Regions from separate parts of the Mus musculus genome. Here regions 1, 2 and 3 are each linked to region 4. Evidence: chromatin contacts called from public HiChIP or PLAC-seq and promoter capture Hi-C data. All regions are on one chromosome and are shown on one strand. The core of a region is the stretch at or near the end of the contact, and the rest is flanking DNA. Distances in the headings are between cores, read along the strand shown.

Evidence for each region. HiChIP or PLAC-seq counts read pairs in DNA pulled down with a chosen protein or histone mark. Capture Hi-C pulls out chosen DNA fragments and counts their contacts.
Region 1: a contact with region 4 is called in a FOXA1 HiChIP or PLAC-seq map of pancreatic cancer cells. The contact joins the enhancer-like site here to the promoter of 5930430L01Rik in region 4. A contact is called at or near these places in 12 of 39 promoter capture datasets (the 3T3-L1 cell line, the HPC-7 cell line, HPC-7-derived erythroid cells and 9 more), 1 of 15 datasets of contacts at CTCF or cohesin (the NIH/3T3 cell line), 2 of 484 Hi-C or Micro-C datasets (bone marrow-derived macrophages and uterus), 9 of 115 datasets of contacts at active chromatin or transcription factors (craniofacial prominence, double positive thymocytes, embryonic basal ganglia and 6 more) and 1 of 9 other capture datasets (liver).
Region 2: an H3K4me3 HiChIP or PLAC-seq map of embryonic basal ganglia shows a contact between it and region 4, with 3 times the contacts expected there. The contact joins the promoter of Tex26 here to the promoter of 5930430L01Rik in region 4. A contact is called at or near these places in 7 of 39 promoter capture datasets (the 3T3-L1 cell line, cranial neural crest, frontonasal cranial neural crest and 3 more), 6 of 115 datasets of contacts at active chromatin or transcription factors (craniofacial prominence, embryonic basal ganglia, embryonic hindbrain and 3 more) and 2 of 9 other capture datasets (adipose tissue and pancreatic islet).
Region 3: a contact with region 4 is called in a promoter capture Hi-C map of adipose tissue, with 2.4 times the contacts expected there. The contact joins the promoter of Medag here to the promoter of 5930430L01Rik in region 4. A contact is called at or near these places in 10 of 39 promoter capture datasets (the 3T3-L1 cell line, 3T3-L1-derived adipocytes, the HPC-7 cell line and 6 more), 1 of 15 datasets of contacts at CTCF or cohesin (the NIH/3T3 cell line), 2 of 484 Hi-C or Micro-C datasets (cerebral cortex and cortical neurons), 2 of 115 datasets of contacts at active chromatin or transcription factors (embryonic basal ganglia and pancreatic cancer cells) and 2 of 9 other capture datasets (adipose tissue and embryonic stem cells).

What each region holds. Positions count from the first base shown.
Region 1 is chr5:149,351,673-149,358,361 of GRCm38.p6, forward strand. No RefSeq gene overlaps it. Among named protein-coding and RNA genes, the nearest start is that of Gm35704, 7.0 kb to the left of the region's middle. RefSeq lists an enhancer at 487-2,695. Within about 2 kb of position 1,684, at least 153 of the 459 cell types and tissues checked have an H3K27ac peak or open chromatin away from gene starts, as enhancers often do. A contact at or near this core is called in the NIH/3T3 cell line, craniofacial prominence, embryonic basal ganglia and 5 more, where this site is marked.
Region 2 is chr5:149,434,940-149,442,114 of GRCm38.p6, forward strand. It overlaps Tex26 (testis expressed 26), which reads left to right and starts at 4,721. Exons shown (of 7, transcript NM_029464.2): 1 at 4,721-4,848. The coding sequence starts at 4,788.
Region 3 is chr5:149,407,056-149,413,848 of GRCm38.p6, forward strand. Medag (mesenteric estrogen dependent adipogenesis) reads left to right here and starts at 4,694. Exons shown (of 5, transcript NM_027519.4): 1 at 4,694-5,200. The coding sequence starts at 4,923.
Region 4 is chr5:148,991,463-148,998,179 of GRCm38.p6, forward strand. It overlaps 5930430L01Rik (RIKEN cDNA 5930430L01 gene), which reads right to left and starts at 3,753. Exons shown (of 2, transcript NR_102384.1): 1 at 3,656-3,753; 2 at 1-2,062. It overlaps Gm15411 (a long non-coding RNA gene), which reads right to left. Exons shown (of 5, transcript XR_868721.2): 4 at 4,859-6,717.

The DNA.
Region 1 (6,689 bases), core at 434-2,933, 360 kb after region 4:
CAGGTGGTGGCATTATTAAAAAGAGATTGGACCAAGTACAGTGGCACACACCACTAAGCCCAGCCATCAGGAAACAGAGGTAGGAGAATCTCTATGAGTTCAAGGCCAGCCTGGTATACATAATGAGTTCTAGAATAGCTGAGGCTACCTAGAGAGACGCTCTCCAAAAAAAAAAAAAATTTTTTTTTAAAGAGGTAATTGAAGCTAACGTGTCCATTGGACATGTTCATGGCTAAATGAGCTGCTAGGAGGAGGGAGACACTGGGGAGAGCAAGCCATTGGTGGGGCTTCGGAAGAGTGTTTGTCCGCCTGACCCCCCAAGCCCTGTGATCCCAATTACCCTTGCTCAACCCTCTTCACACAACTATGGGCTGAGACATCCAGTAGTGTGTGCCCAAACAAACCTTTCTTCCTTTTCAACTTGTTTCCCTTGGGTATTTTGTCACAGTAGTGGAAAGTAATTAACAAAGGGACTCTAGACTGATACCTGGTCAGGTTCTTGTGCACGCCAGGGCCGAGAGTCTGTAAAAATAGTTACTTGAATCTGTTGAAGGTCAACTATGTTTCTTCATGTACAGAGGTCCCGGCAGACAGTAGCACAGAGAAAGAGAGGTGTCACCCAGAGGGGACCTTGGTGGGGTGGACAAGGTACATGGGGACAGATCTTGCTATAACTCAAGTGTCTGGGGAGGGACACAGGGACTGTCTCTCCCCATCCCCCGTGGCAGTGACAATGTTTTGGTGATGGTGAATGGCAGTGGAGATGAATCTAGAGCTATGGTACCTTCCCCACTGGAAATGAGGTGAGGGAGGGCGTACTCTCCGATTGTGTAAATACAAGGCTGGGCCCTTTCTTTTTCTAGTCTTCTCTGATTGTGGGTTTTTTTGCATTACTTTTGACTTGCATAAAAACGTTCTTTCTCATTATTGGGTTTTCTTTTAAGTTTTGTGGGGAGAGCTGGCTCACCGGGATCCTGGACTAGTCTAGCAGGGGTACCCATCCTTTTGACATTGCAACATGGTCCTTGACATTTGTAAATAAGGTTGAGCGGCATTCACAGCTATCATGGGCCAGCTGGTGCGAGCCTCTACGGCTGGGAACGCCCATTAGTGGAGGGACTTTGTATTTAGTTTGGTTCTGTTGGGAATAGTTCTAGTGATGGGAGCAGGGATGGTTTGGGGCAGATTCACAGCCTTAGCTGAACCTCAGTTTCTTTATCCGTGGATTGTAATTCGTAGTTGGTTATAGCAGTTGTCGGAGGGCGTATACCAAACAAGACACAGGCACCAGACGTGGCAGGGCCCAGCTAGCAGGACTTCCCTGAAAGGATGCTTCAGGGAAGGTCCCAGGCACTGGAGACTTGAAAGGTGTGGTGGGGCGGGAGGGGACAGGGTGCTTGCTCTTTTGTTCCACTGGGTGGCTAGATGGCAGATGGCTTTGCCTCTCCTGGTGGCGAGGTGTGAGCGAACCTTGGCAGGCAGTACCCCTCCAGGCCCTCTTTCTATCCAAACCCCGCCCCCAGCCCCTCCAGGGGCTCCTGTGACACCATTGCCTGACTCAAAAAGCCACTGGGTCCAAGACCCGCCAGCACACAGACGGCCCCTTTGTCTCCCAGCCACACCTGACTGCTGCAGAGACAAGGCGTTGACGGGAGCTGCTGGCACTTGGCCAGGGCACTTTCAGTAGGGCCATTAGTCATGCCTCTTCCAGAAACCGCCTCATCCAGCAGCCATCAGTCTCTTGGCCCTGGGAGGCCTGGGCGGGTGTTTTTCATTTCCTCTCCGTGTTGATTTTTAAACAACAGCTGCCTTTTGGTTCCAGGGACCCTCCGGGTCAGTCCTGGGCCAAGTAGTCTATACTAGCCCAACAGGACTAAATGCCAGCCTCCACCGGTGGGAGCTGTGGGTCAGAGGGGTCCCCCCAGGAAGCCAAGGGCTCTCACCAGTCGGAGTCCCTGGGCAGCTTTTGTGTTCTGTCCTAGAGGCCTGTGTCAACCGTGGGCTCTGGGAGGTCTTTAGGATTCAGGCTATTCTTTGCTACCGGTTTTAGAAATGTAGGGAGCTCTGTAGAGGGAGGGGACCCCCATGGAAAAGATATGCAAGCAGCCAGAGTGCTTGTCTCAGTGTCCAGCACCAGTAGCCCCCAGAAGCCCAAAAACAGGGGGTTTGGAGAATGGCCTTTGCACTGGAAGGATCTCCAACTGGGGCTTTTATGTTAAGAGAGTCTTGGTACATGGAGCTCTTTATATTAGGGGAATCTTTACGAGTAGTCCTTGTTGGTAGGTGTACTGGCTGGTTTTGTGTGTCAACTTGACACAGCTGGAGTTACCACAGAGAAAGGAGCCTCAGGTGAGGAAATGCCTCCATGAGATCCAGCTGTAAGGCATTTTCTCAACTAGTGATCAAGGTGGGAGGACCCATGGTGGGTGGTGCCATCCCTGGGCTGGTAGTCTTGGTTCTATAAGTGAGCAAGCTGAGAAAGCCAGGGGAAGTAAGCCAGTAAGTGCCATCCCTCCATGGCCTCTGCATCAGCTCCTGCTTCCTGACCTGCTTGAGTTCCTTTGGGGATGAACAGCAGTGTGGAAGTGTAAGCTGAATAAACCCTTTCCTCCCCAACTTACTTCTTGGTCCTGATGTTTTGTGCACCTAAGACAGTAGGTAATCCCTAGAAAGGTGGCACTTTGGTATGAGGGCTACCATTGAGGGTCCCTAACTTCCTGGCATTGAGGAGCCCCTAGCATTGGGGAGGTCCCTGGCCCTGGGGAATCCCTGACAGTCTAAAGCTGGATTGTTGGTACAACCAAACATGAGAGATGTGTTAGAGTGTGTGCTCCCATGATCCCAGGCCTGCAGTGGTTCACAATCTTATTGTTTAGTTGGTCATAGCCAGGCGGCCTGTGAGGAAGGAAGGTGACTGTTCCCTCTGTGTGTGCACGTTAACCACCAGTGCCTTGCCTATCCATATCCTTTTCCTTTGCCATGGTAACTGGCAACTCTCTGGAGGAGTGGTTCTCAGTCTTCCCAACTCTGCAGTCCTTTAATACAGTTCATCATGTTGGGGTGACCCGCAGTCATAAAATTATTTTGTTGCTACTTTGTAACTGTAACCTTGCTGCTGCTATGAATTGTAATGTCACTATCTTATATGCAGGATATCTGATATGGGACCCCAAGGGGTTGAGACCACAGGTTGAGAAACACTGCTCTAGATAACACCTGCCTCTTCCTGTTCCTTGTGCCCAGTCAGCCTGAATCTTAGAGTTAAGATAAAGACCTGCTGGCCGGGCACTGTTTAGGTGGGTGTTAGCTAATCATTCACAGAGCTGCACTGCAGGGCCTCACCCCTCCTGTAGGTTGTGGGACTAAGGGGGAGGAAGACATTTTCTTGTGCCACTGTGGATCTGCAGAAGGTTTTCCTTATACTGGAGAGAGAGAGGTGTCTGAGGCCGGTCAAGGGAGTATCCTGGATTCTTGGAAGCATAGCTCCCCTGCCTGTGCCTTATTTAGCTATTTCTAGATGAAATATTATTTGTACCACGAATCCTCCATAAATAACGTAAACAGGCTTAGCCTGTGAAACCCCGGGACATCTGGTTTAATTTGAGTCTCATATAAACAGAGTATGAACAATCTATAATTTTTTGGGTATAAATATAATTGCCCACGATATCCGTGGGTTCAGCGTGCTAGGAGCCAGTAGACTACAAGATAGAAAATGTCCTCCAGTTGTGTCTTCATGGAACACAGATTACTTTTTTTTAAAAATTCCCTATCATCATTTCACAAAGAGCACAACTGTTTACATACTTTACATAGCACGAGGCCTCACAGTTTGTTACAGAGACCTCCAAGTCTCCCGGGAGGTGTATGTAGGTCACATGCCTTGTGTAGCCTGGCTCAAGTGTTCATGAATTAGGAACCCCGGTGGAGGGGGCTGGAACCTTTGGGGGGTAGGGACAGGGGTCCTGGAGCCAGTTGTTGTGGCACTAAATTCCAAGAAATATGTGTGACATCTATACACTAGACCATTATGCCACAATCATCTGAAGTTCAAATACCACGGGTGTTCTGTTTCTCTACAAGCCTCTTTCCTATGAACTATTTTAGCCATTTGACTATCACATCCTGGCCGCTATTGCCTGATTATGTCTTATTATATCTGTCCTATTAGATTCTGGGCTTCTTGAGGTCATACCTGTATCCTGTGTAGCCTTTGTCACCAGGTCCCCTGTCTGCCTTGCCATTGGGATGCCGGAGCACCTCCAACATGTCGCCCAGGGAAGGCAGAATGCAGTCTGAGATAGGGGGTCTCAGGCCATGTTTCCCTGGCTGAGAAAGAGTAGGGGCTGGGTCTGATGCTGTGGTTCTCAACCTCCCACCACTGGGGACTGCCAGGAGTTGGTAACTGGGGTCCTCAGGTCTGTGCTTCCCCCTACAGGCCAGGCAGGGAGGGAATAGCGGTATCCAGCCTAACTCTGAGTGAGTGCTGAAAGTATGGAGGGGCTGGGCGAGAGGCCTTCTCTAGATTTAGGCATGGACCTTTACAACAAAGGCTCCTCCTCCCCTGCTCCCACAATCCTCGATGATGAAGGAGACAGTCCTTGCTTGTCCAAACTGCTTTATTGTCATGGCAGATGTGAACGCACAGGTCTTACTCAGGGTGACTCAGGGATTAAATACCTCTTGCAGGAAGGGATGTCCAGGGAGGGAAGCTCATTGGCTAAACACTGCGGGCCTATCTAGATGCCTCATTAGCATGGAGAACTCTGGGTTTTTATTCTATATGACCAGTTTTTACGACTCTCTCAATGAGGTCTCATGGTTATGTATTCCAGAACAGGTAGACCCTGGCCTCAAGCTGGTTCTAACACCTACAGTTCTCAATTGTGACAATTTCTGGGGGTTTTGAGCCTGCTTTAACCTTACCAGGTCTTCTGTCTAGTGGGATGTTCCACCCAACCCACAGGTCCCTCTGATAACACTGGTATTAGCTCAATGAGAACATTGCTTTTGATGTGGCTGAAGGTTTTGAAGGTACTCAGAGAAAAGGAAGTATGGAATATTCTCTCTGTCCCCCTTTCCTGCTTTCTGTAAATGCTATCAGTCTTGTGTCTTCCATTTTGCTCTATCATGTCCAATAGCTCAAGTGAAAAGGTCACTTTCTGTTGGGGGAAGAGAGGTTGCAACCTGTCACTTCTCAGAAGACTGTGAGAGATTCAGCTGGTACCTCTTTGGGAGGGTGTGCTGCAAGCTTTTGTATTGCAGGCTGTGGGAGGCCCAGTGCTGTCTGTCTGTCTGTCTGTCTGTCTGCCTGCCTGCCTAACCATCCATCCATCCATCCATCCATCCATCCATCCATCCATCCATCTATCTATCTATCTATCTATCTATCTATCTATCTATCAATCTGTGTGTGGATGTTTTACCTACATGTATTTATATGTATTATATGCATGCAGTACTTTGGAAGAACAGAAGAGGGCACTAGGTCCCCTGGAACTGAAGTTACAGGATGGTTGTGAGCCTCCACTTGGGGTGGGTGCTGGGATGGATCCTCTTCCAGAGTAGCAAGTGCTTTAAATCAATAAGTTATCTCTCCATCCTCCGTTTTCTGGGCTGGGAAGATTGCTTAATTAGTGAAATGCTTTGCTTGTAATCAGGAGGACTTGAGATGTCCAGAAACAGTGTTAGAAGATCGGCTGTGGTGGTGCATGCTTGTAATCCCAGAGCTGGGGAGGGAGAGGAGGAGAATCATGGGACTTGTTAGCCAGATGGGTTAGCCTAATTGATAGGCTCCAGGCCAGAAAGAAACCACACCCAAAAAGAGGTGGACAGCATTTCTGAAGATGACACCTAGGGTTGTTCTCTAGCCTCAACACACACACGCACACGCACATGCACACACACAGAACCCTCTTGACCCAACACCTGGATGCAGAACCTGCTGCTGACCCCATCTATTTGGAGGACCCCTCCCGCTCCCAAACAAAGCCCTCAGTGATTCTGATGGTAGATCTGGGCTGGTGGCTCTGCGAGGTGTTTAGCTCACACTCTCAGGCAGGGATGTGCATTCTACTGCCATGTTGTCTCCACTCTTCTTCCATGGTGGGCGCTGGCTTCACTTTCCACCCATTTCTCTGCAGCCACACTGGTCCTGGGTTATTGTGAGGAAGGCAGAAACAGACCCGGTTTTATAGAGTGATGCACCTGCCAGGAGTAGATGATAGGTCCCCTGCTCAGATTACAAGGGTGAGTTCCTTTATTCTGAAATAGGCCCAAAAATCTTCAGTTCAGTTTTCTCCTTTCTTTCAACAAGCTCTATTCCAGCATAAGCTATTATTATTACTGGAGTTAAGTAATAATGAGTAATGAGGGCTGGTGAGATGGCTCAGTGGTTAAGAGCACTGACTGCTCTTCTGAAGGTCATGAGTTCAAATCCAAGCAACCACATGGTGTCTAATAATAATAGTAATAATAATAATAATAATGATGATGATGATGATAACCTATGAACCAGAGCGAGCAGTGGCCCAGAGCATGTGGAGCCAGAGCAAGAGGGAGTAGGGAAAAGGGGGGAGGGGATGAGTAATGAGAGTCTCTTGGTGTTTTATGGGGTCTCAGATCTTCTTCTAGAGGCCTTTGAATGTGCCCTGTGCATTTAGACCCCTTAGAATGGGCCCTAGTGGATC
Region 2 (7,175 bases), core at 3,471-5,970, 440 kb after region 4:
GTGAGCCCCAGCCATAAAATTATTTCATTGCTATTTCATAAATGTAATTCTTCTACTGTTATGAATCGTAATGTAAATATTTGATATGCAGGATATCTGCTTCTGCGAAAGGGTTATTAGGCAGCTCAAAGTAGTCATGACCCACAGATTGAGAAATACTGTTAGGGAGAGAGAGAGAGAGAGAGAGAGAGAGAGAGAGAGAGAGAGAGAGAGAGAGAAAGAATAGGTTATACAATGGTACAAAAGAGGCCACAAACTTTAAAGAGATCTTATTGGAAGCAGAGGCAGAGTTCGTACAAATGTAGAGAAAGCCACCACAGATGCTTAGATACGAACGAACCCAGTTAGAGGTGTGTGGCAGTGAGCAGAGTAGAGCCACGGGGCCATGGGGTCTAGCTGTGCCTCAGGGTCACTGGATGAATGAGCTGATGACTGTGATTTCAGTGGCCAGTGAGGCAATGGGAAACTGTGATGGGCTGAAGCCATGATGACCATCCGGACTTTGCTGCTCCTGAGGCCCCTGATGCATGCACTGGGTCAGATGATAGGTTAGCAGGGTCCCTGTCACCCACTGTTAGGCATCCTTTAGCTGTGGCTCAGGTGAAAGTGTGTCCCCCTTTGCTGGCCTGGTCTGTTTGATGAGCTCTTCGGCCTGGTTTTACTGATGTGGTTTTAATAGGCCCAGGTGCTCTCACACCCCGGCTTGATTTTGGTAAGTTTGTAGCCTACCCAAGTCACTCATCAGCCTGGGCCTCCTAGAGGATGCTGCACAGATCCTGGGGTTCATAGCCTGAATGAGGCGCACACTCATTCTGCATCAGGATTTGCACCTTCAGTGAAGCTAAATGTTGCTTGCAAAATGGGCAAAGCAGGGCCTGGATGCTTCATACGGTGTGAAGTAATTTAGAGCCAGGCATACATAACCTGATGCCCACACTAACCTCTCTCCCTCTCCACCAGAGTTTACAACTTGACAGCTTGATTGCTGTCTGCTCCCTCTTACCACCCATTGTCTTAAGCACTTCACGTTGTGTGTGCAGAGAAAGAGATTGTTACAATGATATTCATTGGGGGGAAAAAAAAACAAACCAAACAAACCATTGATTCTTAATCCATTGGATTGAAATCTCCCTTGTTTAGGATCTATGCAAAACTACCAAGCCACATTACTGACCCAGATGTCTTGCTTTCTGAGTAACAGTTCTAACTTCTGCTTTTGGGAAAAAAAGGTCACAGTTTAAAGGGCCGCCTTAGTGTCTTCCCTCCACTGTTCAAGGCACTCAGTGAGCTCAGGTGACCTATAGCCCCGCTGCAGGCTCACATGGCCATCTCTCAGCCCAGTAGTTGTAGCTCTGTGCGCGCACTTTCCCCCATTGATCCTCACAGCATAGCACCAACAAATTCTTCAGCGTCTCTGGACTCCATTACTCTTCCATCATTCTCTCTCTTCTTTTCCTGGCTGCCTCTACACATCCTCAAGACGTAGTCTGTTTGCTATCTCCAAGCCCCTGTCACATCTAAGGTGCTGCTTCCAATGCCATTACATAGCTTATAGTCAATACAGAAGCAGTGTTTGTTGACAAGAAAAAGAAAAGAGTGTGTGCAACACATGTAACCAAGCAGACATTGGCTTAATCATGTATAGGCTTGCCTCAGGCCAACAAAACTTAACGCCAGGAACACAGCAATGCCTCTCACAGTAAAGTAGACCCAGACCAAAATATATGCATTGTGTAGAGATAAGAAACTACACTACCAATGAAAACAGAGAGTAGAAATGAGGAAAAAGAGAGACTCCTTGGCTTGTGTGGGTTACCACTGATAAGCTGTAGTTAGGATTATCATCTCTGTCAGCCCAGTGTTTACAGACAAGGCAACGGGAGCTCACAAACAGATCTGCCTTACTCTGAGGGTCCCCAGAAGGAAAATGGCAAAGACATCTCCTGGATCTGCAGTCAGTGCACACCCCACATCTTAGCTTGCCTAAGACGAGACAAATCTAAGATATTAATAAGAACTCGCTTTAAAAATTCTATATGCTCACTGCTCTGCTTTAAAAATATATTTATCTTAAATTATGCTATGCTAATTATCCCTACCATTTCCAGACAGCTAATCTGTTATTGGGTGTTACTTTCTTAATTTAGATGCCACTACTAAACCCTAATTTAGACTCATTCCTTTTTAAATTACATTGACAGAAGTCTGTGCCTCCCAACGTTTTCTGCTGTTCATTGCATTAAAATGTGTCACATTCCCTACATTGTGTGCACGAGGCTCCCCCACCAGAAAATTCTGGATTAGCTCTTCATCTTAAAGATGATGCTGATTCTTGCAGAAGTCCCGAGTCTAATTTCTAGCACCCACAGCCAGACCCATATCTGGTGACTCGCTGCTGCTACCTGTTACTCCAGTTCCAAGGGATCTGATGCCCCGCCCCCTTTGCTTTAGACAGGATCTAGTGACATCCAGCCCTGGCTGGGCTGGCACTCATTATGTAGACCAGGTGTGTCTCAAATTCTCAGAGAATGATCTGCATCTGCCTCCTGATGTGCTGGGATCAAAGGCGTGCTCCACTAAGGCAGGCTGTCAATCACCTTCTAAACAAGGTTCCAGAAATGTCCATTGTGCATTTCCTGTCTTCTCTTTCTAAGAGCAAGTGGTAGCCATGTTCTCATCTGGAGGCATTCAGTAGTAACTAAGAACCTGCTATGTGGCCAATAGTCAGGCAGTTGCCAAGATTATGAACATGAAATACCCTTTGCAGTCAGTGATTAATACATAGTTTCTTGTGTTGTGAGGGGGTCCCATAAGTGAACCAGAGAGCTACAATCAATAATCAGTCAATCAATCAATCTGACAACACTACAAGGTTTCTGGATGTTCAATGCTAACTGGTAATTCAAAATCAAATCAAGCAAGCTCAGAGTGTTTATTATATAGAGTTGAACAGAGGAGTGAGGTTACTGTGTATAGCGGAACAAGAAGACCAGGGTATTACATCGAGATAAAAGGGATGCAGGGTTTATGGTATTCAGCTAGACCACAGAGACAAGACTAGGTCATGGTATCCCGGAAGAAAGCTATGGTGGACATTTTGACACACGCTGTCCACATCCCCACTAAAGAACTGGGATCCTTGATGCAGTCCTTCCCATTTCCCTTTGAGTCTCACTTAGGAATGCTCCTTTCTTTCTTTTTTTTTTTTTAATTGCTATTTGATTTGCTGTCCTGAATTTTATAAAAACATTTTAAGTGAGTTTTGGCTTGGGATCAGGGCAGAACTTCCAAGTGTTTTTTGAAGTGGTCCTAAGCACATTTCTGACCTTTTGTGCCAGGCATTTATCCAAAATGGTCTTCCAAGTACTGGTGATTATAGGAACCAAAATATTGATGGATTCTGAAAAGCCCCGAAGATGGTCTCATATTCAGCATCTCCTATTCAGCCGAGATTTAATTATTTATGTAAGATAAACAGGTCATCTCATTAATATGCAACCTCAATAATATGACGTCTCATTAATATGCAAATTTGCTTCATATCTTTCATAGATGGTAAAATTGTATGCACAGCAATGAATTGCTTTTTAAAATAAAGCTCCTCATGGTTCATTATCAATAAACATGTGACCTGTGTATTTGTCTTATATACCTTATATACTCTAGCTGGCATAAAAATTTCTCAGGCACAGTGTGATCACAAGTGGAAAAAAATTAAAAGCCACACTCTAACATGTATAAGTGGGTAGGATCAGCCGGCCAGTGTACAGTAACAAAGTGGCATCCTATGATTGGTACTAGGAATATAGTTTGGGATTTTTTGTATTTATTAAAAATAAGGTCTGGTGTAACCCAGGCTGCCCCTGGACAAACTATGTAGTGGAGGATGACCCTGCTGCATCCATTATCCCTCTGGACTCTCCGTAATTAGCCTGTGCCCAATGTTTCCCTGAAGTAACTAGACACTAGCTTAGGATGCTCTGGGTTGACCTCACACAGACCTGATGCCGAAACTTTTACCTTTCCCTTATACCACATCTTTCTCATCCTTGAGTGTAGTCGCTGTGTCCTACAGATTTCCATGCCAACCTTGCCCAATTTTGCTTACATTGAAAATTATGAATGGACACAAATTTGCGGTTGGGCGTCTGTCTGTCTGCTTCTGGGTTTTTAATATTCGGGGTATTTAATATTTTGAGACAAGGCATCTCTTTCCAGGGTTGGGCTCCTGCCTTAGCCTCCTGAGTTCTCGGATCACCGGTGAGCACCAGTATACCAGGCTAAAATAAACTTTTTTTTTCCAGCCTTTTCCAGTTTGCTCGTATTTGCCAATACATAAAACAATGGCATAGTATTGCAAGGACCAGAGCAGTGTCTCTCCACCTTCCTAATGCTGCGACCCTTTAATATAGTTCCTCATGTGGTGGTGACCCCCCCCCCAACTACAAATTGTTTGGTGGCTACTTCATAACTGTAATGTTGCTACGGTTATGAATTGTAATGTATAATGGTAACATCTGTGTTTCCTGATGGTCTTAGGTGACCCCTGTGAAAAGTTCGTTCGACACCCCCCACCCCCAAGGAGTCGTAGTCCATAGGTTGAGAACTATTGGATTAGGGCACTCCATGAAAGTCAGGAATCAGCGTGATGCGCTCACCCTCTGGGTCCAGGGGCGGAGACTGAGGCGTCTCCATAGCGACGCTTCACAAAGGCACGCGCAGAGGGTGGGGCGCAGAGCGGAGTACTACTGCCTTGTCAGGGCGGGAAGGCGACCTTTTGGGACAAGATGGCCCGGTATAGGAACAAGGTTTCGTGCCCTGCTCAATGTGACCCCAAGCTCCAGTCAAGTAAGACTGCCCACGCTGCGGGTCTGCGGGGCGTGGTGTGCTGTGTGTGCGGTGGAGTTGTTTTAAATAAGGCAGTTTTTTTTTCCCCAAGGGCATCAATCGTGAGAGGTTTGCCTCGCTTTTAGAGATGGCAGGGAGGCGCAAGTGAGTCAGGGAGAAAGATCAGCTGTCCAAAATCACACTCCTGTCCAGCCCTTTATACTCCCCTCTCTAAAACTCTGGGGTGTCCCTTTAAATACTTAAGGAAACCCCTGAGGAGACATGATAAAGCCACAGCTAGTGTCCTTCCAAGGACAACAGAGCCGAAGACAAATGAACAGAACTGGGGACGTAATGGAGGGAGAGAAGGAGTCTGGCTGGTTCTTTAAGTCGCAAACAGCAAATTCAGTGGGGCGGGAGGGAGGGGAGGGGCGGGATCAGCCGGCCAGGGCTGCTCTGTCTGCAGACTGGGCTGGGAGCTGAGCCCTTTTCAAAGGCGCTCTGCCAGGTGACAGATGGAGAGCCTTGCTCTGTGGTTCTGCTTGCGGCGGCGGCAGCGGGTTTACCAGCTCAGCGTTTTGCGTTGGTGAAGAGACATCACCTCCCCTGGCTGTTAGTTGCGACTCGAGTAGCATTATTACTGAGTGCACAGTCAGCGTATCCATCCCTTCGGAGCAATAATGGCCGGCTGCAGCCGTCTAGCCGAGCTGGCTAAGGGGCTGTGAGGATTCTTTAGAATGATGCTCCTAAGAGAACAATGAAGTGGGTGTTTACATTCCAATCTAGTTCTCTGTAAACGAAGAGTGGAAAGCTGGAGTGTGTGTGTGAGGGGGGAGGGCGGGAAGGAGCGTATTCAGTTAAAAAAAATGTTAAATGTTTTCAGATTCTATAGGACGGCGAGGTCAGGAGATGGAGGAGGGAAAAGCTCCCAGGATCCCCAAGGGCACTCCTTAATTTCCATTTCCCTTTTTCTAAACACTCTGTCTGTCAGGTATTTTCCTAGGCCAGTAGTCTCCTTCCTTGTCTGGAACAGATAAGAGTTAGGATTCCTCCTCTTACGGAATTGATCACGTACCCCAGGACTTCCGGTGCTGCACAAACTGCCAGGGACTCTACTGTCTACACTCAGTACCCAATGCCAAATGTTCAGACTGAACTATCCCGCTCTTGATCAGGCAGTTTCCATGCATGGCCCAGAGGCCCCTGTGCCTCAGTGTGGACAAAAATCACCTTCCTGTCCTCCTTGGAACCTTCCAGAAGTTGAGAGTACAATGAAGAGGGCCCAGGCTGTTAGAGAAGGAGCCCTTGATTGGTTACAGATCTCTTTTGTTCAGCCCTCACCTGCTGGGTCATCTGCCCCTTCAGCCTTGGGTCTGTCACAGCCACAATCCCATCTTCCATTGCTGCTAAAGTCACCCTCCCAAGAAGAGTGTGAGATATGTCATCTCTAATCTTTGTCCCCAAAGAAGAGACAGCTGATGCCTGCTGTTGAGTCACTCCTGAGCATAAGTGAGCAATCCTGGGCTATTGTCCTCTTGTCACAGCTGCTATACAAAAGCACAGAGTCCTGGCTTAAAACATTAAGTTATAGCCGGGCGCGGTGGCTCATGCCTTTAGTACCAGCACTCGGGAGACAGAGGCAGGTGGATTTCTGAATTCAAGGCCAGCCTGGTCTACAAAATGAGTTCCAGGACAGCCAGGGCTATACAGAGAAACCCTGTCTCGAAAAACAAACAAACAAACAAACAAAAAAAAAAAACAAAACACACACACACAAAACCATTAAGTTATGTGCTCACTAGCCAGCTCTAGGTTCTAAGTGCAGACAGTAACTTTTTTTTTTTTTTTTGGACCGGGTCTCACTGTGTAGCCGTGGCTAGCCTGAAACTCTCTATGTAGATCAACCCGATCTCAAACTCATAGAGACAAGGCTGCCTCTCCTGCTCGAGTGCTGGGATTCAAGGCTTATGTCACTACATCCTGATTATTTACAGGACCATGAACACCAGGGATAAGTCACCATGGTTACCAGGGTAAGGCTTTATGAGGTAGCAGCCTTGGCAGCCAGACTGTTTTCTTCACTCACAGTGGGTCGTTTGCTGTGCCTCAGACTCTTGACTTCACATCTCAGTTCCCCTGCCAGATCCCTATCCAACTAAACCGCAGCTCAGATGCCCCGCATCTACAAAATGCCCTCACTCCCCGCCCCAACATCTGAGCGAGGGAAGAGCATCCTCAGGGAGCCAGGATCCCACAGGAGGTCAGCCCACCGCTGAGTCTTCCTCAGAACTCAGCATCTCCACTAGCTGTCTGAGTTCCCAAACCAGGACAGGGCTCTGTTTCCCAGG
Region 3 (6,793 bases), core at 3,444-5,943, 420 kb after region 4:
ATGATCCGAAGCATGCTCCGTGTGTTTTGTTCATTTATTTAACAAACACTCAATAGTACTTATTTATGCCAGGCACTGCTTTTAGAATGTTATGCATAACCATGACACAGCGCCGTTTATCATTTATTTATTCATTCATTCAGTGAAAACAAATTGGATATCTTTATGTAGCCACAGTGTGCCTGAAATAAAAGAGGCTTAGGGTAGAGCTGTTCTTCTAGTGAGACACACAGAGGAGAGAGAGAGAGAGAGAGAGAGAGAGAGAGAGAGAGAGAGAGCATTTCCAGAAAGAGGCAAGATAAAGTTGTGCACCTCAGAGGTCATCTGCCCTTAGGAGGAGGAGGGGTCACCTAGTTTAACCTGCAGTTTAGGATGTCTGTAGTATTAAAAGGTGAGCAGAGGTCTGTAAACTGAAGTGAGAGGCCCACATCGGGAACAGCCTTTGTGCCCCACTTCCCGGGGAGTTACAAGTTATATTTTTGCACTCTTTTTTTCGAGACAGGGTTTCTCTGTGTAGCCCTGGCTGCGCTGGAAATCACTCTGTAGACTAGGCTGGCCTCGAACTCAGAAATCCGCCTGCCTCTGCCTCCCAAATGCTGGGATTAAAGGCGTGTGCTACCACTGCCCAGCTATACTTTACACTCTTAAGCCAATGACATGTATGTAAGAATCAGCGGTCTGGCTTACCTAGCCATCATGGAGCAGCAGAGACTGGACAGGAGAGAGATGGATTAAAAGCACTTGCTTCTCTTGCAGGGGACCAGAATTCAGTTCCCAGCACCCATGTCTGGTGGTTCACAACCACCTATAACTCCAGTTGTAGGGGAGCTAGCGCCCTCTTCTGGTCTCTGGCAGCACTGTCTTCCCATACTCATTTCCTCCTTACGACACACAGAGTTAAAAGTAATGATTAGGGGCTGGAGAGATAGTACAAGAGTTAAGAACACCTACTGTTCTTGCAAAGGATGCACATGCCTCATAGGATGAGGGATGCAGCAAAAGGGGCAGATTCAGCATGAGGAAGAAGAGTCCCCGGAGTCACCAGTGTAAAGTCACATGCAGAGGTTGGACAGAGTTGGGTAGACTATCTGAGAGCCCGGCAAGAAGCCTGGACCATAAGTAGATATCTAGGGGTCATCAGCTTTAGGGCTGCTGGCAGAGGCAAAGGTCTGAACCGCTTCACCCATGAAAGAAGAAGCTGCCAAGGAGAGAACCCAGAGACTCAGGAGAAAGAAATGGCCTCAGCTGAGAGAAAACAGCAATAGATAGGAGGTGGTACTGTGGTGGCTTCCAGATGCAGTGTGCGGGCCATTGGGTATTGTACTCACAGAAGTCCCTGGATGCAGGCATCAAACACACACTTGTGTGACAGACAGTGCTTAGAACGCTTTGCCTACAAACCCCACAATGTGCGTGTAAAGGACACACAGGATTGATATGCTCAGATTTCCTGAAAGCTGACTGCGACTTTGAACCCAGGTAGTGAAGCACCACAGCCTGAGCCCTTGGCGGTCTGTATTCCAGCCCCGCCACTTCCTGGTCTCAAATCGCACCAGATTTTAGAGATGGGAAAACTTAGTCTAGTTGACACAGATAACAAATTCCCAAGCCGTCTGTTAAATTCTAACGAAGCAGACTGACTTCAGTTTCTTCAGGAGTTAAGGGAGGTGAGAATGGCAAGGACAAGGGTGATCTGGGAGAGACCAGAGGGGGGAAATGTCTTCCAGGGGTGACAATCCAGAAGTCACTGACACTTTATTTAGGTCAGTTTCAATGATGTCATGGGGTGAGCTGGAAGAGAAGGAATTTCGATGACTCTTCCAGGGGGAAGAGAAAAAATAGCTAACAAGTGAGGGGGATAAAACTATATTTAAAGATTATTTTATATAAGAGGGAGGAAGACTACAGATATTTGCATTCTGTCTGTTTCTCTGTGTCTCTTTCTGTCTCTTTGCCTCTGTCTCTGTGTGACTCTGTGTGTCTGGGTATGTCTGCGTGTGTGTATGTGTGTGTGTGTGTGTGTCTGTGTCTGTGTTCCTGTGGGTATGTGCACATGTACACGAGGGTTGTGAGCACACACGTGTGTATGTGGAGGCCAAAGGTCAGTGCTGGCTGTCTTCCTTGCTCACTCTCTACATTATTTTTATGAGACAGGAATTGCTCAGTGAGCCCAGAACTCATCCACTCCACTAGGTTGTCTAGCTGGTGAGCCCCACAGATCTGCTTCTCTTCTCCCAGCCTCAGGGTTAGGGTCAGAGATGTGTGCCCCTCTGCCTAGCCCAGATCCTGTGTAGGTGATAGGGGTCTGAACTCAGATCCCTGTTCTCATGTGGCAGACACTCTACTAAGCATCTTGCCAGCCTCAGGCACTTGTGGTCTGACAGAAAAATCTAGGTGTGAAAAGAGTGGTGGTGTGAACTGGTCTGTGAGAGCTTAAATAATGGTGGTGAGAACTGATCTCTGAGAGTGTTTGAATAGTGGTAGTGTGAACGGGCCTGTGAAAGCTTGACTAGTGGTGCTGTGAACTGGTCTGTGAGAGCTTGAATAGTGGTGGTGTGAACTGGCCTGTGAGAGCTTGGTAGATCTGAGTTAAGGCCGCTGTGTCACTTGAGGTTCCGTTGAAAAACTGAACCAATAAAATGAATCCCTGCTGCAAAGAGGAAGTATGATATTGACTTATGCCATATGGTTGGGGTAAAAAAAAAAAAGGCTAATCACTTTGTAGTTGCTTAGACCATGAAGCAGTGTGCCTCAGTGGTCCCAATCTGGTGCCAGAGACCTAGAGGATTCCTGGGGAGTGCTGGTCTTCAGTCCATGTTAGAAGCCAGAAGAGCATTGTTCTTATATGGAAGGAGGCAGCAGCAGCAGCAGCAGCAGCAGCAGCAGCAGCAGCAGCAGCAGCAGCTTAGAGTAGATGGATTCACCAGCAAGAATGAAAGCCAAAATAGGCAGAGCCTTCTTTCTTCCATGCACCTTCATCTTTATAGCTATCAGAATCACTGCCCATATTTGGGGTACATCTCTCCACATTAATTAAATCAAACAATTTCCAACAAACATAATCACAATCCAACCTGGTGTAGATAATCCATCAATGACGATTATCCATTCAGGTGATTCTAGGTTGTGTGAAGTTGACAATCAAAGCTGACCATCCAGGCACCCAACAGGGCCATTTAAAGCTCTGAGGCTAGAAGGCTGCCCCTGTGCCTTGATGACATCACTATTACCCAAGTATGGGCACATGAGGATGGCTAGATCTTCAGGCTGTCACCTCTTAACTATAAGCATAAGCCTTGCATTGTCTCCTGTCACTTATCCCAGCAACTCCATTTCTGAGAGGGGAGGGAGTGCAGAAAAGATGGAAAGTGTAATGGTGTGTTACCATAGTAAGAGAAAACAAAGTGATTTTAATGTTGCAGTAAAGGAAAGTCTAGACAAAGAAGAGTGCATTCCTTTGATGGAAAATAGCTTAGTGGTTTGAAATAGTTTACCAAGGCAGTGCTGTTTGAAACACAACGTGCTTCTTACCATCAAATGAAGCAAGCAGAATAAAAATTCTACAACACCTGGGGTGAGGGTGCTGGAGAGATGATGGTTCGGTGGTTATGAGGTGTGCATACATACATGCAAACACTCATACACACACACACACACACACACACACACACACACACACAAATAAAAATAACTTAAAACCTTCAAAAGTAAATGGCAAAAGTGAAATGTAGCAGAAATGCTTCTGTTTGAATCAATTAAACCCAGGCTCTATGGAGGCTCTCAGAGACAAACTGAAGATAGACTCTAAATTTTACCTCTCGGCGCTGCCTGGAGTCTCATGCCAGCTTACCGAGAGCAGAGACTCAGTCAATGTAATTGCTGGAACACATGCCTGCTCCTCTGTTAGACTACAAGTTGGATGATAACAGGGGTTGTGGTTATCCACCCACATTCTCAGGATTTAGCTTATTCTTCATCTTCTACTAGATAGGCTGGAAATAGTCATTTAATTAAATTGAAAGGAATAGTCTTTTCATCCCTCAGGAGACGTGTGAGCACGTAGCCAGAGCACTCAAATATTTATAAACTGAGCAAATTAACAGATTCTGGGACTAGGGCTGGGAAGGCCTGCTAGGGGACTTCCCGCTTGAATCCAAGCACAAAGCTGTCAAGGGGCCACCGGGCAGCGAAAAGCAAGAGGGTCAAGGTCTGGAGTGCACAGGGGATGCAGGAAAACCTTTTGGGAAAGTGGCAGGCCTTCATGGAAGGATGCTGGGTGGGAACCCGCTCCAGGAAGTGCTGAGAGAAGGAAAAGCTGGGTCATCTAGGTGGAGGTGGAGTGAGCTGCAGACAGATGAGGCATAGAATGGGGGATGTAGATACGGATGCAGCAACTCCCAGCCTAAGCTGACAGCCCCTGGGCCCCAGGTGGAGAAGTGGTCAGGAACGCTTTGTGGTACCTGAGGGATTAATCGGCGCTGAGCCAGGCCTGGGCATCTGTCGTGGGGAGGATGCTGCACCATGCAGTGTGGACCAGGCAGGGAGGGCCCCGCGCGGGGGCTGAGTGTCTGACCCGAGTGGGATGACTAAGTTAGTCTTGGCTGTGAGCAGGCGAGGTGGGAGCATGCCAAGTTATGAAACACTGATTGCTCTGCCGGAGCGGAGGAGCATCTGGGGTCCTGCCTGGGGGCCGGAGGGGCGTGCCTGGTGCCTGATAAAAGGGGCTGCGCAGCGCGGGGACCGCTTTCTCAGTGTCCTGCCTGCAGCGCTCCACAAGGGTGGGCAACCTTCAAGGTGACAAGAGGGCTCCTGAGCTACTTACTACTTGCACGCAGCCCAAGGTAGCTCGGGACAGACCACAGATTTACTCCTCCCACTTAGCGACCCTCAGGGTAGGAAGGGGACAGAGCCACAGCCTGAGTATGGCCACTGCAGCGTGCGAGCCTGTGGCCAGACCCAGCCTGACCTCCATTTCATCCGGGGAGCTGCGCAGTCTGTGGACGTGCGACTGCGAGCTGGCCCTGCTGCCCCTGTCGCAGCTGCTCCGCCTACAGCCTGGTGCCTTCCAACTGCGCGGTGAGCAGCTCCTGGTGCCCGGGCCCGGGGAACCCGCGGCCGCACGTGGGGGCTTCAACGTCTTCGGGGACGGCCTTGTGCGCCTAGAAGGGCAGCTCTATCGCCTCAGCAGCTACATCAAGAGGTAGGTGGCCACACCGTGTGCTCTAGCCTGGAGCAAATCCTCTATCTGGCTGCTGCCCTGTCTCTGGTAGACTGGGGACTGGAGATGGAGATAACCTACCTGCCACCCTACAGCCCGAACCCTCCTCCCCCCAGCCCCCAAGCAGGTAACTAGGGCGTTTTGCTGAGAATGTAGGGAGGATCGGGTGGGAAGCACACTCAGTCCCACCCAACAAGCTGGTGGCAAGTTTTTTCCATTCTGCCCTTAAACTAGGTCGGATGAGCTCAGTGTGCAGGCACAACCCTCAGGAGATGTCTTGGATGCGGATCCTCGCACCTAGCTTTAGTTATGAGCGAGAATAACTTTATGCAGCTGGAGCATGCAGATAGTTCATTTTCCCAGAGTAATTGCTCTCTCGGTGTTTCTTAAACCAAGCAACTATAGTGAAGAAGAAAAAGGGCCCCCAGAACCCCAGACCCCGTGTTGGCTCTTGGGTGAATAGACAGCTTGGGCAGAAATAAGGGCAAAGATAGCTTCGTGGTTTTTTGCAGAGCACTGTGAGACCCTGGCCTTTATCCAGTGGTCCTCAGGAGCTGTCGTGGCCAAGAGGACTCAGACGTCCATTGGTAGGCTTGAAGCTGGCAAGGATGTGGAAGCCAACTTTGATCTCAGCATTACCGGGTCACCTTGAAGGAATAGGGTACATGGCCCTCATCCATGTATAATAGGGTGCTCAGTGCCCCAGAACCAAGTGAGTCTGGAGTCTGAGCGATCCGCAGCCGGCCCGATTGTGAAGATACGATGTATTTATCACTGGGCTAGGGTGCAGCCAAAGGGCTAGACACTGCTGGTGCATTCTTCCAACTGCATGCAGGTAGGACCCTCGAGATGGTATGAGTTCTGAATGTCGGAGAAAAATAGTCCCTACTGAGAATTTCTCTGTGGATGGGAAATAAAAATGCTAATTTGTAAGAGGGGGGCAGTGGAAAGAGCTATGGTAGAAACAGGTTGGGGTTGGGGAGATGATTCAGTGCCTGAAGTGAGAGGACTTGAGTTTGGATTCCTAGCTCCCTTGCAAAAATGTCTCTCTGTGTACTAGGGGCATGGTGACAGGACAATCATGGAGGCTTGCTGGCCTCCAGCTGGTCCCTAAACTGACAAGCTCCTGGTTCAGTGAGAGGACCCATTTGAAATGAATAAGAAGGGCATGTCTGCATTGGTGCACCTCTCCCTCCCTCCCTCCCTCCCTCCCTCCCTCCCTCCCTCCCTCCCTCCCTCAGGAGGATTACAGTGTTCCCCAGTGAGCTGAAGCCAGAGGTAAGGTGTTTGATAGAATCAGAGCCCCCGATCTTAGCATACGATACAGGAAATTTTAGAATAGATTTGAGGCTTGTCACTAAATTTTTTTCTTCGAACATCTTTATGTAAGTAAATGAAAACCAGCAGCAGTCCCTGGGCAAGTTAGAGTGTAGTCATAAGACTAGGTGACACAGACCAGGGAGCAATGAAATCCACACACACACTGGCTTCTCCTGGCGCACACCATCACGTGAGGGCTTTCATACCCCCGAGGTGCAAAGGCTCCACTGAGAAAGACTTGAACAGTGGAAGTAG
Region 4 (6,717 bases), core at 2,503-5,002:
TTCCTCACTGAGCAAAGAAAACTCAGGCGCTCCCAGGGTCATCCTGAGAAGCAGAGGGTGGGCGCTGAGGCTGTCAGTGCTGGGCAGAATTCTGCAACGAGGTTGTCAGCTCCCTCATTCTTTATCTTCCAAGTGTTAGTCTGGAGGTAGGAATCTTCCCGGGATTGAGTCCTGCAATCCCAGAAGAGACTTTTTTTTTACTGTTCGAAATTTATAACGGACAATTATTCCATATATGATGTCCAGGTGAGCTTACCGCAAGTACCTTTAAGTTGTTTGAACCCCAGATTTTGGAAGGACGTGTCTCAGGAATGAACGCAGTGCTTTGCACAAACTAGGCCATGACTCTCTCATCAAGCTCCAGCCCCAGCCCTTGAGAATAACCCTAAGATACACATTGAGTTTCTAGAGGAGATCTGCCATGAAGCTATTCAAACCCGAACTTCAGACCCGCGCACTGCAGGGCCACCCAGAGGTGTGTGCACAGGCCCAGCCACAGGTTCATATATATGCCCGTCCACCGCTATCAATTCGTCACTGGTGAGATTTTTGATTTTAGTCTATTTATTGATGTGCACGGATGCTTTGCTTGAATATATATGTATGTGCATCATGTAGAAGGCATCAGGTCCTCTGGAACTGGAATTATGGGTGTTTGTGAGCCGGCACGCATGTGCTGGGTATCAAATCCGGGTCTCTGCAAGAGCAACGAGTGTTCTACACCACCGAGCCACCTCTTAGCCCTTGACAGTAGGATTCTTAATCACCTAAGATGGCTGCCTCTTTTCTCCTGCTTCCTGGTTGGCCACACGGTGAGTGGCTCCCTTCTGCAATGATGTTCTTCTGCCCAAGCAGGCTGAGTGAAGCAACTATAGATAGAACCCTCTGCTGAGCCGTGGTAGCTCACAAGCCTTTAATCCCAGCACTCAGGAGGCAGAGGCAGGCAGAGCTCTGTGAGTTCGAGGCCAGCCTGGTCTACGGAGTGAGTTTCAGTACAGCCAGGACTGCACGGAGATGGTTATCAACAACAAAAAGAAGCCTCTGTCAGTGAGCTTTGGGCTCTTACTGTGACCAGTGGTGACAGAGTAGAAGACACGGAAGTCAGGTACAGACTGTGTGGACACTTGTCCACACTCCGGGGACCTAAGCATTCTGTCTCAGCACTCAACCCTCCTGTAAAGACCACAACAAGAAAACTGCAGCTGTTCTTATTGTGGGCTCATTAAGGAGTCCAGGTCAGAGGCCAAGCGAAACAGCAAACTGTTGTACACAAGACGGTGATGCACTGGGGGATGTGAAGCTGACGTAGGAGGTACCCACACACTGCACGTGGGTGGAGTTCAGTCATACCTGGATGGATACACAGCGCTCCTCAGAATGACAAACTTCTGCGTCTACCTTTGTCACAGATAGCTTGCTATTAGGCATTAACAGATGGGTTGTTTTGTTTTGTCGACGCCCGGTTTCAGGTAGCCCAGGCTAGCCTAAAACTGACTTGAAGCTGGGACTAAATTCCCGATCCTCTTTTTGTTGATGTTTGTGGGGATTTTTGTTTTCCTTTGTCATGGTTTTTGTTTTGCTTTGTTTTGAAGACAGGGTCTCACTGTGTGGCCCTGGCTGAGCTGGAATTAGCTACACAGACCAGAGCAGTCTTGAGATCACAGAGGTCTACATGCCCCTGCCTTGTGAGTGCTTGATTAAAGCTGTTCTCCACCAGGCCTGGAAGACTCCTGGTCCTCTCTGGCCTCTATTTCCTTCACGCCAGGCTTTGGCTTTCTAGATTTTTTTGTTGTTGTTTTTGTTTTTGTTTTTTTTTTATGCTTCAACTCACTGAAGGAATACAAAATATTGGATCACATTTCCATGGCATATTCTCTTTTCACTAGAATCTTCCTTTCATCCTCTTTCATTCCCTCAATAATAGGGAAATGGCAGCTAAGATGAGACATTGGCCAGGTACAAGGATGCAAGGATGCGTGCCCATGAACCCAGAGTTTGGGAAATAGAGGGAAGAGCATTGGGAGTTACAGAGAGATCAGCCTGGATCACATGAGACTCTTATCTAGAATAAAATAAAATAAAATCATGACCTCAGTTTTGCCCACCCAGTATCAGCAATTAAAGCCACAATATTTCAATACTATCTTAGAATCCTACAGTGGTTTGGGTGCACTGGCCAGTTGTTACATCAAGGTTGACACAGCTCAGGTCATCTGGAATAAGGGAAGCTCAGTTGAGAAAATGCCCCCATCAGACTGGCCTATCAGCAGGCCTTTTAGGGGATTTCCTTGATTAGTAACTGAAGTGGAAGGGTACAGCCCACTGTGGGCAGCGTCACTCCTAGGCAGGTAGGTCCAGGCGATATAAGAAAGCAGGCTGAGCAAGCCATGGGAGCAAGCCGTCAGAAACATCCCTCCATGGCCTCTGCTTCCTGTCTTCAGGTTCCTGACATGACTTCCCTCAGTGATAATGTGACCAGAGCTGTAAACTGAAACAAACTCTCTTCACAAGTAGGTTTTGGTCATGGTGTTTTATCCAAGCAATTGAAAGCATACTAAGATGACTTTATTAAAATCAGTCTAAGACAACAGATTGAATTAAAGCCCATTCTTGTAAGATGCATCTCGGACTTTTGGGGAATTTAAGAAACATGGCATTTTACTGCATGTATGGAACAACAAATAGAACTCAAGAATAATCAATTTTTATAATTAAGTCTCCTTACTGAGTACAAACCCAAAGGAAAAGGGATTAGAGCATTGTTGCAAAAGTATTCTCATGGGATCGGAGAACCATTGAGTAAACTAAGTAGATTTAAAACTGGTGGGCTATAGAGGTAACCGGATACCTCCGGTCATCTTTTTATTTATTTTTGAGTTGGCTCTCACTATGTAGCCCTGGCTGTCCTGGAATTTGCTGTATGAACAGGGCTGGCCTCAGACTCACAGAGATTCATCTGCATAAGACTGAATCTTCATTACGCAGTGACTGGGGAAAGGTCTGTTTGCACAATGTGAAAAGTGGAAATTTGAGGTTTTAAAAGCGCGGGCTTCTTCCTTTGTTTATTCCCTAAGTCCCTTTCTCTGTGCTGTACCCACTCCCTCCAACAAAGCTTGGTCACTTTCCATCCCACTCGCTATTTTCACTTCTACGCTAACATCAAACTCAATTCTACGTCACAGATTTTAGAAGCACCCAGGAACAGTACCCAGCCTAGAGAAGGAGAAAGAAATGTCTAAATTCAAAGGCTGAGCAAGGAAACCGCCTGCCAGGCCTGCCTGCCTGGTCGGTCTCATCAATCACAAGACTTAGGTGTCATGAAAACTCCGCCAGAGCTCCCACAGGCTGACGTGCCTCCTCCCTCTCATCGTCTCCGGGAACCCTTGGCACCAATTTCTTAAGGCACAGAAACCTGGCTCTCCGCTTAAGTTTTAACCAAGAACTTCTCTGAGGTCCCAGCAGCGCTGGGGCGGCGCACTGGCTCCTAGGCTGCTGATGCTGTGGCCCTAGCTACCCAGGGCTGCAAAAGCAGGAGGTGCCGCGCAAGGCTGCAAGTTCTAGAGAAAGCAGGGGGCGAGGGGCTCTGTTTGCCGGCTCCGCCATCTCCTCTAGAAAGCACTTAGCGAGAATAAAGTCACCCGCCCACCCCGGATACCTTCTATTGCAATTCTGACGTCCGGGCCTCCTTAAAGCCAGCATTTTTCTCCCTGGGAGAAAGCATTAGTTAATGATTGCCAGCCGCCTTCGCTGTCTGGCAGGCCACGTGACCTGGACACGTGACTTGGAGCCGGCTGGGATGGTTTCTCCTCTTTGAATAAGCTCCTGCTTATTATTGCAGTTACAAGCCTGTGGAAGCGGTGGGTGCAACGTGATTGCCTGGCGGTTACACAACGCCAGAGAGCTGTGCTCGCCGCTGCCAGCCAGCCGCTCCGGGGCTGACTTCTAAAGGAACAGAAAACAAACAGGACTTGCTGTTTTCCAAAGTGAGAGTTCGTTTTCTCTTTAGAAAAAAGCATCTTGGCAAAAGGCAAAGCCCAACCTTGCCAAACTGTACTAGTTCTTTTGGGGCAAAAAGATAAAACTACCGTGCAACAGGCGATTTTTACCACGCCTTTCTCTTCTTTCTCCCTGAAAAGGCCTCGAATAGGTTCTTTTTACGTTTATAAAAAGTGTACAATAATAGAACTTGGAGGCATATACTTTTAATCCCAGCACTCCTGGAAGCAGAGGCACATAGAAATTTGTGATCTTGAAGCCAACCTAGTTTACATAGCAAGTTCCTGGCCAGCCTGGGATACACTATGAGAACCTGTGTCGTCGTCGTCCTCGTCTCCCCCACCCCCCAACGCCACCCTACAATCTATCCCCCACCCAGTATTAAGGTTCTAATACAATAGTAAGAGTGTTTGGCTTCCATGTATTAAAGCTCTTAGGATTAAACCCAGAGAGAGGAAGAGAGGGAAGAAGGAAGGGAAAAGAAAAAGGCTCTATGGTTAGTTTTAAATTTAAACTGCAAATGAAAAGGTCTTTTGTGGCTCCTCCTGCCTTTAATTTGTAAAATATTAACAGTTGAATTTTTATTTTCAGCGTCTGGAAGAAGCTTCATAGGAGACATTATATGCATGCATATGAATGAAAATATATGCAGATTAGCCTCCAGAGGGCCTTTCCCCCCACCAAGATATCTTTACTGTGTGCGTCTTAGAACTGTCCAACGTCCCTGCAAAGGGAGCCCTGCAATGTTTAGCTTTCTCCTTGTTGACAATTACAAGAGATGGGCAGAGAGGGAAAAAAAACCACACAACTGAGTAGGACAGATGCCCTCCCCAGGTGGGACTGCTGAGGGAGGTCCCCATACCTGTCTCTTCCTTTGAGGCGACCCTTTCTCCAGCCCAGGCCAAGAAGTTCTCAGTGGTGAATTCATTCCACAGCCTGCTAGCTGTTACTGCAGGAGCCTCGATAGCAGGAGTAACAACCAGAGACAGACAGGCAGACAGACAGACAGACAGACAGAGCAAGCCTGCCTTCTTGGGGTTTTACTTCAGAGATCTCCAGGGCCCAGCCTGGCCTGGCCTGGCCCAGACTGAAGTAGCTAGTGCAGTCTGAGAGGCCCCTTTCTGTTCTCCTGGCATTGCCAAGGGCCCTGCTCTACTGGCTCGAAAGACTCACGGATGTGCCAGCTGACTCACGGTGTGGTGGTTTGAACAAGAATGCCGCCCCCTCCCCCCCCTATCCCACCCCACCCCCACCCCCGACAAGCTCATGGATTTGTCATGGTGCTTTTGGAGTTCAGGAGGTACTGCCTGGATGGGGTAAGTGTGTCACTCTGAAGGGGCTTGGAGGATTTAAAGACTCCACGCTGCCGTTTGCAGCTCACTTTGTCTGCTTTGTGCTGTGCCTCCAGATGTGAGCGCACAGCTTCTTGCTCCTGCCCCTGGGGCTCTGCCCCCTTCTATTGGACTCTTGAATCTGAAGCCCAAATATGTTTTGTTTTTCCTTCTCTAAGGTGCCTTGCTTATGGTATTTTTACCATAGCAACAGAAAGGTAACTGAAACACATGGGAGAACAAGAATTCAACCTTTGCTGGAAGGCTCAGGTGCGACCTCGTTTCTTAGGGACCCTTCAAGTCAGCCTCAGGAGGCTGTCATGCACCTTCATTTATAAGGGTCTGGTTGCTCTTGGCAGCAGGACTAGGAGAATGACAGGTGTGTTCTAGCGTGAACTGTGCCTCAAGCTTGAGAGTCCAAGGAAGCATAGAGTCCAAGGAAGCATCCTATCCCTGCTCCTCCATAGCCAACCTGCAAGGCGCCTGCGGAGGATCCCACTGGCCTGCCCAAAGTGCCTGGGGATCAGGTGTGGTTGATGTGATCTCAACACCGTTCATATTTACTGCTGAAAGGTGTAGAGAGAAACCCTTGCTTTGACTGGGCCAAACAGGACCTTTGGAAGGAGCTTCTCATATTCAAACTACAGCAGGGCCTAGCCTCAAAAGACATAAAGGATCATCTGTATGCTCGGTCTTTGCAGCATCGTTTGCGTTATCCCAAGTGCCCGTTCTTGGATGGATAGGAAACAAGGTGAGGCTAGGAAATATAATATGCTAAATATCCGGCCTTGTGGTGGTTTGAGTGAAATAGGCTCAGCCATTTGAATACCTGGTCCTCAGCCGTGGCGATGTTTGAGAAAGCATGCAGGCTTGCTGGAGAGGACATGTCACCGAGGGTGGGGTTTCGGAGTTTATAGGCTGGCCCACTCTCTGCTGGTGGTCCAAGATCTCCATGCCTCCTAAACATGATGGGCTCTGGTTCCTCAGGGACCAGAAGCCCGAAGCAAGAAAACCAACAACAAACAAAACAAACACAACACAAAACAACAACCAAAACCTCTTTCTTCCGTAAGCTGCTTTTGGTTGTAGGTTTGTTTGTTTGTAGCACATCAACCGAAAGGTGTAGCTAACCAAACCTTGACAAGGAAGAAGATTCTGGCGCAGCATGGAAGAACCTGGACACCGCGCTAAGCAAATGGACTCTATCACTCCCTGTGGTTGTTATACAGTTCTCCCTCTATGAGGAGTCTAGAGGAGAACGCGGTGCCTGGAGGCTTAGGGAGGGGAAAGCGCGGAGAGAAACCTGTGTTTGGCAGGTAAGAAACTTCACTGGAAAGACGAAAAGGCTCTGGAGACCCGGTGGACACAACAGTCAGGAAGCTGTGTAAAT